2 separate regions of the Mus musculus genome follow, and region 2 is linked to region 1. A link is a contact called in public HiChIP or PLAC-seq data. All regions are on one chromosome and are shown on one strand. The core of a region is the stretch at or near the end of the contact, and the rest is flanking DNA. Distances in the headings are between cores, read along the strand shown. Region 1 has its middle 27 kb from the start of Gm6639. Region 2 has its middle 30 kb from the start of Acad9.

The links. HiChIP or PLAC-seq counts read pairs in DNA pulled down with a chosen protein or histone mark.
Region 2: an H3K27ac HiChIP or PLAC-seq map of embryonic stem cells shows a contact between it and region 1, with 4 times the contacts expected there. The contact joins two enhancer-like sites. A contact is called at or near these places in 1 of 15 datasets of contacts at CTCF or cohesin (pro-B cells), 1 of 484 Hi-C or Micro-C datasets (bone marrow-derived macrophages), 7 of 115 datasets of contacts at active chromatin or transcription factors (acute myeloid leukemia, double positive thymocytes and embryonic stem cells) and 1 of 9 other capture datasets (adipose tissue).

Annotation. Positions count from the first base shown.
Region 1 is chr3:35,690,725-35,694,752 of GRCm38.p6, reverse strand. No RefSeq gene overlaps it. Among named protein-coding and RNA genes, the nearest start is that of Gm6639, 27 kb to the right of the region's middle. Within about 2 kb of position 1,577, at least 45 of the 459 cell types and tissues checked have an H3K27ac peak or open chromatin away from gene starts, as enhancers often do. A contact at or near this core is called in acute myeloid leukemia and embryonic stem cells, where this site is marked.
Region 2 is chr3:36,093,751-36,097,929 of GRCm38.p6, reverse strand. No RefSeq gene overlaps it. Among named protein-coding and RNA genes, the nearest start is that of Acad9, 30 kb to the right of the region's middle. Within about 2 kb of position 2,334, at least 22 of the 459 cell types and tissues checked have an H3K27ac peak or open chromatin away from gene starts, as enhancers often do. A contact at or near this core is called in acute myeloid leukemia and embryonic stem cells, where this site is marked.

The DNA of each region.
Region 1 (4,028 bases), core at 328-2,827:
TCAAGAACTAATTTGACACATGAAAAAAGTAAGAGGAGAACATAAGTATTTAATCTTAGTTTTGTGGACTGGGGAGCTCCGACTGAGAACTAAACATCAGGGAAGGGGTGACGTTCGAATGCTTTTATATTAAGTTGAACAGAGACACGAGTACAGAGAAGTAAATTCTGTAGGAGGCTAAAGGAAAATAGGAATTGTTTTAGCAGGGTTTGTTTGTACAGAATCCTGTTTGTTGTGCCTCCCCATTGAGAGGCATTCTTTTTTGCCTAGTCTTCAGTGTAGGTTTTTTTTTTTTTTTTATTCTCCTGTATGCAAGGAGAAGGGAATGAAGGGGATTCCTTTCCTTCAGCATCTGCTGCTTTTCAAATACCTTCCACTCCAAACAACACTCATGCCGAAGTGGCACATTCCAGGAATTTTATAAATGGACTGACAAAGGATCTAAAGGATTCTTTTGTTCCTTACTTTGGCTATCAAATTATGACAGAGTGACCACCCCTAAAATCGGGATGCTCTCGGGAATCTCATACTACCAGAAGAAAAAGTTTCAAGCCTGTAGCTAACCAGAGGGGCACTTGTCGCTAGAAACTGGTTTGCACCTTGTCCTTGCAGGAGACAATGATTTGCAGGTCAGTGATCTGCAGGACCCTACCTTGACCAGGGCTATTTATGCTTTCCCCAGGCCTTTTACTAAGTTAGCTCATGACATCCTCCTGAAGACAACCGGGGTGGGAGGTGCCAGTAGTGAGGGGTCAGAGACAAAGCTCTACACCGCCATCCTAGCCTGAGCAGCTAGCTACCCAAGATGTTTAAGGACCAAGATGTCAGGCGGAAATGGGACTTCAATAGCAAGAATTTCAGGACTGTTGGAGCAGAGATTTTGTTAATTGTTTTCATACAGGCTTACACAGAGGCCTGAAAGAAAGAGTGTTGCTCCGACGAAAGTAAGACACAGCCGGAAGTACAGGTGTAGACTATTCACAGGAATCACACTTCAAGAGTCTTAGCGATGACGTCACCGGAGGCGGGAAGACGAGGACACACGTCACCTTTAGCACCCTTGGGACTTTTATGAACCTTAACTCAGTCGCTGAAAGAACTTTAAGATTTGCCAATTTATGAAGCAGAGTTGGTGATTTCATCAAGGGTATCTCAATGGAAATGTAAGCTCAAGGGCGGAGAGACAGATGAGGGCTCAAAAGACAGTAAGCACATCTGGGAACAGTGGATTGATCGATCCAGCCGGTCTCCGATGACTCCCAGAGAGGTAAAGTGTGTCCTGTGTGTGAACTTGTAGGAAGAACATCTACTTACCATCGTATGCTTATACATGATCGGGCATGCACATGATTAATAGCAGATGTATCATGGGAAAAGACAGGCATAGTGAGCAAAGGCTTGCTTAACGTAAGCCTATCAATGAAAACAGGAAAGCAAGGGCTGGAGAGATGGCTCAGCAGTTAAGAGAACTTCCTGTTCTTCCAGAGAACGTGAGTTCAGTTTCTAGCATTCATGTCTGATACCTATAATTCTACCCAGCTCCAGGGACTATGGCACCCTCTTCTGGCCTCTGAGGGCACTGTACTCATGTGGATTCTTTTAAATCACGTGCTCTCGCTAGAGGTTCAGGCTGTGCTCTCCTCTGTTATGTGAAAGCTGTGCCCTGGGTGACTCCATTTTACAAAGCAGCAAATTCAGAGGCAACATGACTGTCCACGTAGATACCACCGGAAGCACAGACTGCCAGATAACTGATTCTTTTTTTTTTTAATTTTTTTATTAGGTATTTTCCTCATTCCAATGCTATCCCAAAAGTCCCCCATACCCTCCCCCCCACTCCCCTACCCACCCACTCCCCCTTTTTGGCCCTGGTGTTCCCCTGTACTGGGGCATATAAAGTTTGCAAGTCCAATGGGCCTCTCTTTGCAGTGATGGCTGACTAGGCCATCTTTTGATACATATGCAGCTAGAGTCAAGAGCTCCGGGTTACTGGTTAATTCATAATGTTGTTCCACCTATAGGGTTGCAGATCCCTTTAGCTCCTTGGGTATTTTCTCTAGCTCCTCCATTGGGGGCCCTGTGATCCATCCAATAGCTGACTGTGAGCATCCACTTATGTGTTTGCTAGGCCCCGCAGATAACTGATTCTTAAAAAAGGTACCAATTATAAACTTATCAAAGTAGATTTGAAACCACAACAGAAAAATCCAGACCCAAGAAACCCTCAAACACACAGGCCAAGGAAGGGTGAGATCTCCTTACCTAGACCCCACTAACAGACACTCAATACCATGATGATGACAGTCCCAGCAACGGTCATCCACTTGTCTGGTATGGGGGCAGAGACTTCTTGAGCTTCAGCCCAGCAAGCTCCTTACTTCTTGAAACATCCCTTATGAGTTGCCATCTGTTGGTCTGTCTGTCTATACCTATGGACCAGGTCTTCACCACTGTCGTCCTGCGTTTCTGCCCTACCTTGTGGTCCCATGATTCAGCTCAGTGCCACCGGCTTGCTCTCCAACTGGATTTTAAAACTACCTGCAGTACCTGCATCTGTACCAATTTTTTTGTAAAGCCCTCTTTGAACTATACCACTTCATTAACCCATTAGTAGCCATTCTGCAATTTACATGCATACAGACACACACATGCACATACACATGTATGCACACTTGTGAGTCTGAAGTACAATGTCAGATCTGAGAGTTGATGTTAGTGATTAAGACCGGAATAAAGTAATGTGTGTTGCCAATAGTCTGCTATCAAGGGAAACTGGGACACCCAGGTAAACCGTAGCCAGCAAAAGCAACATAGCTTGTGAATTTATCATTATTTAATAAAGTCTGACATCGTCAAGAGTCTCAATGTGCCCTTCTGTGTTTTGTGCACAGAACACATTTAAATTATTTTCCTCCTACAGTTAATGTGTCATGAATCCTTTATTTATTTATTTATTTATTTATTTATTTTGTCTTCAATATAAATTTATTTGGTTTAATACTGCTTGAGAGTGACTTAGGTTTGGGGAGTCCTCAGACTCTTCAATACTCCTCAGCCTTACTAGGTCTCCTTATGACCATGATAGGCAGAGGGGAATGTGAACATGATTTGGGGACATGTGAACAGAGATTTGGGTACTCTCCTTAAAATCATCATCTTGTAAAACTAAAGACAGAAGCCCAGGTAGAAGAGCTTTAAAGTAGGCTCTTCAAAGAGAAACACTACTTTCTATAATCAAACACTATATTAGTTTTTGTTTTTATTGATTGTGGCAGGGCCTGGTGGAACACACACACTTTTAGAGGCAGAGGCAAGCAGATCTTTGAGTTCAAGGCCAGTCAGATCTCTACGATGGATTCCAGATCAGCCAGGGCTACACAGTGAGCTCTTGTCACAAAAACAATGTATTTGTGACTCCTAAGAGATGAACACTCTTTCCATTATGGTTGCTGAAAGGCCTGTGGGCATGTGTATATGGACTGATCATCAAGGTTGGCTACACACCTCAGGCAGTGGCCACAGCATAGCCTTTGTCTACAAACACTGCCTCATTTATCAAGTAATTTGTCTTCAAAGACTATTTCATTCATCACACAACAGAAAGAAATTATGTTAAGGACTGCACTCTGATGAAAAGGTCAGGACTGTACCCAGGTACTTCTAACTCCCTTCCATACTGTGAAACTTGAGGTGGTGAGATCTCACGCCATCTGTGAGCACATCCTCGTGGACTTTGACAATGCCGGATGATACTCATTGGCAACTGAGAAGCCCAAGTAACTAAACAGTTTTCTTCCTTTTTCATGTCTCTTTTGGAATTAGAGTTTTAAAAAACATGCTCATGATAATTAATATCTTATCTGGTATATTTCTAATGATAAAATGATACTAATCTTGGTTTTAGTGAGGTTACACATGAAGATTTTATGTCCTTTTGTTTAAGCATGTATTTGTTGGTGTTATCACTGTTTGCTTACCCTAAACCTCTCCCTTATTCAAAACTAGTATTTAAAAGAGTCAAGGGTTTT
Region 2 (4,179 bases), core at 1,085-3,584, 400 kb before region 1:
GAGAATGTACACATCACATTGTAAAGACTTGTCCTCGGTATCCTCTATTTATTTATCACATAATAGTGTTAATCCTCGAGGACTCATGCCTAATAAATTCTGACAAATGGATTTTATTCATATTTCTGATTTTGGAAATTTAAAATATGTTCATGTGACTATTGTCACCTTCTCAGGCTTTCTTGTTGTAACTGCTTTAACAGGGAAATCAACTAAAAATGTAATTACTCATTGCCTACATTGTTTCTCTATGCTAGGTGTTCCAAATCAGATTAAAACAGATAATAGAACTGCCTATTGCAGTTAAGTACTTGACAATGTAATATTGCCCATATTACTAGGATTCATTAAAATCCTCAAAGACAAGGTATCATGGAACAGGCTTATGGAACTTTAAAACAATATCTTCATATAATAAAAAGGGAGAATTATATTCCTGTACACCACAAATTTGTTTAAATCATGTACTTTTTATTTTAAAATTTAAAAAATAAAATAAAATAAAATTTGGATGCCAAGGAACTCTCTTCTGAATGTTTATGACACTGTACAACTTGGCATACTTATTCCTAGGTGAAATGGAAGGATCCACTTACTGGCATATGGCATAGTCCCAATCAGGCAGGTATCAATATGGGGAAGAGGGCATGTTTTTGGTTTTTTTTCCTCAGGATGCTGCAGGAGCATGGTAGCTGCCAGAGCAATTGGTGAGACATGCTGGCACTGGGACAATGAATGTTGCTGACCGTGAGCTTGCTGAGTGCCCTGACAATGGTGACAGGGAAACTGTATTAGACATCTGCTCCTGACCCACCTTTGCTTGCCTATATCCCAGATTGGACAAGCTGCTTTGCCTCAAGCTTTTAGACCTTGTGGGACAGAGAACATAGAGACTGTGGAAACTGCCTTCAGAAAAACTAATCAAATAGAGAAGTTGTTATAATGACCATTCTCTTTCCTTTACTGTGACTAGTTATTGAAGAAAAAGACAGTAGGCATTTGAAGGGCTGGTTATGGACATTTGAATATATACAACTGCCTTATATAAAGTTACATTTGCAGTGGATAAAATTGGGATAGGATCTGGATTTAGAACAAAGACAGGATCTCAATTTCAAACAAATGTTAGTGCATGTGTTAAGGCTCCTAATCTTTTATTAACTGATCATGTTAAAATTACTTTTGTTTCTTCTACAGTATTTAATACAAGTTATGTTGATTGTACACTTTCTAATTGTGTTAGTGTATTGAGACCTGACATGTCTGTTATAGTGGTCTATCAGCCAGTTTACATTTTATTGACTGTATGACAGGACCTTAGTATTATGAAAAAAGATTACAGATACTGGAAGAAATGAATCAGGCTTTAATCAGAAGCAAGAGGATAGTAGACTTGATTATTGTTGGTATAGCAGCTTTGATTACATTAATAGCTAGCAACACTGCTTTTGCAATTGCTTTGACACAAGAAGTTAGGACAGCTACTTTTGTTAATCATTTAGCAAAAAAAATGTTCCTAGTGCTCTGAGTATTCAAGAGGATTTAGATAGGCATTTGGAACAATGGACTGATGCTCTTTATACTATTCAAATTATTAGAGCGGAGGTTCAAAGTTTCAGAAGAAGCCATCTCAAGTGTCATGCTAAATATTTGTGTTACTTCTAAAAGTATTTGTGTTACTTCTAAAAGTTACAATGACAGACACTATAATTGGGAGAAATTTTAAAGATATTGTAGGGTATTTGGCATAATACTAACACCTCTCTGGATATTTTAACTTTGCATAATGAGATTACGAACTTAAAGAATGCTGCTCCGATGAGTTTTATTGCTGCAGTTACTGCTAATAAAATTATTCATGACTTAAGGTCAGTATTTCCATCTTGGTCAAGCTTCAAGAATGGCATATATAGCTTGATCATGTTAGCCCTTCTTGTCCTGGAAAAGCTTTTATTCCTGCTATTGTAATAAAACTTGCCTTTAACAACATCAACATGTTGGTGGCCAAAATACTTGGTTTGAAACTAAAACTGGATCCCCAGACAGAGTCATTAATTTAACTGGCTGGCAGTCAAAGACAGGTAAGATTCTGCACAGAGCCTTACCAACCTAAGACAAAAATGCATTGCTTTTGATAATGAATAGAAACCATGACTAAGACAGGTATAAAAGCAGACCGGGAAAAAAATAAACGTGTTTCTGCCTCAGCACTGGCTGGAGTCATGTTATAGTGTTGCCTAATTGTCCTTTCTTTTTTCAATCCTCACTCCCTCCCTTGACACCCTGCTGACTGAGTGAGCTGACTTAGTTATCCACCCCAGTGAGACACTTCATACACTTCCTCCAACAGTGCCACTCCCTGATGACTAAGCATTCAGACACAAGTCTGTGGAGGGCATTCTTATTCAAACCACCACAGCTTTCACATATGTTGGGCTTCCAGGACCAGAACTCTAAAAAACATGGAGACTGAATAGACTAACATTTTCCATTCTCCCCTAACCATCCTGGAGCCAGAGGGAACTTCACCTTTCAATTCAGTGTAGCAGTGCCAGCAATTTATTTTATAAGTATTCTTTTTTTTTTTAACTTTTATTTTCTGAGACAGGTGGGTTGGTCTCAGACTCAGAAAACCACCTGCATCTGCATTCCAGGTGCTGGGATTAAAGGTGTGTGCCAACATACCTGGGGACCATAAATTATGTGTGTGGCTGTGCACATGGGTACAGACGCCTGTAAAGATCAGAGGTATTGTATTCCTTGGAGTGTCAGGTAGTTATTAGCTGCCTGATGTTGAGTGCTGGGAACTGAACTTGGGTCCTCTGCAAGCATATTATGTGCTCTAAGCCACTGAGCTATCTCTCCAGCTCCACTTCCTAATTATAACCCTCCACAGCTTCAAGGATCTATATTATCTGTGGGCCCTAAAGGTATTCCAATGTTTTCCTCCTAGTTACTTTACCTGCTTCAATTGCTTTTTTTTTTCAAAGTGGATCTCATATTTAATTATTATTCTTTCTCTTTTATTTTTAACTATGTGAATATGGGTTATGGGTACATGCATGAGGATATAGATAGGTGTCCAAGGAAGCTAGAGAATACTTTCTGGATGTGGAGTTAGTAGTGAGCCACTTGACAAACATGCTGAGAACTGAATTATGGTCCTCTCCGAAAGCAATACACACTCTTAACCACCGAGCTCTTTTCAGATCCTTAACCTTTATTCTGATCCACTCTGCTCCCCTTCCACTTCTAATCTTAGTAAAATCTGAGCACACACCACTCTATACTTGTTTATTCTCCCACAACTACTGAAATCGAAGGATTACTGGATAGTATGACAATTACATAGTAGTAACATCAAACTGCTGTGGTTGATTCTGCAGTTAAAACTACACAGAGCTTACACAGGGAGCTTATACCAGGCACTTTGAGCTCAGGTCTGAGGTATTATTTTCTAAACTACACAATACTACCACACTAAAGTCTCACTCAAACACGGCAAATACTTCAACTGAAAGGACACATCTAATAAAAAAAAAAAAAAAAAAACGCAAACCAATGAACATGTAGAAATCCCAAAGAATAATATAAGAAATGTGAGACCCAGGTTAATGACTCTGTGATAAGCACAGACAGCGCGAGTCCAGTGCATCTATATCCATAGCAAAAATGGTAAATGCTGAGACCTTCAGGCAGGATCAGGTATGGGGGAAGACAGGAGAGAAGCCCAGTGGGCCAGGAGAATGAATAGAAATATGCAGCAGTATGGGGTAGAGGGCAGGGTTGGGGGGGGGGGGACCTCTAGAAAGTCCCAGACACCAGGGATGTGAGAGGCTCACTGGATCCAATGACGATGACCTTAGCAGAAATGCCCAACAGTGGGGAGATGGAACCTAAAAAGACCACCTCCAGTAGATAGGCATGGCCCCCATTTGAGGCATGGTGCCATCCAACTATCTTCAAAGTTTTTGACCCAGAATTGCTCCTGTCTAATGGAAATGCAGAGACAAAAATGGAGCAGATACCGAAAGAAAGGTCATCCAGAGATGGGCCCAATTTGCAATCTATCCTATGTAAAGGCACCAAACACCAACACTATTACTGCTGTGTTTGCAGATAGGAGCCCAGCATGGCTGTCCTCTGAGAGGCTATACCAGCAGCTAACTGAGACAGATG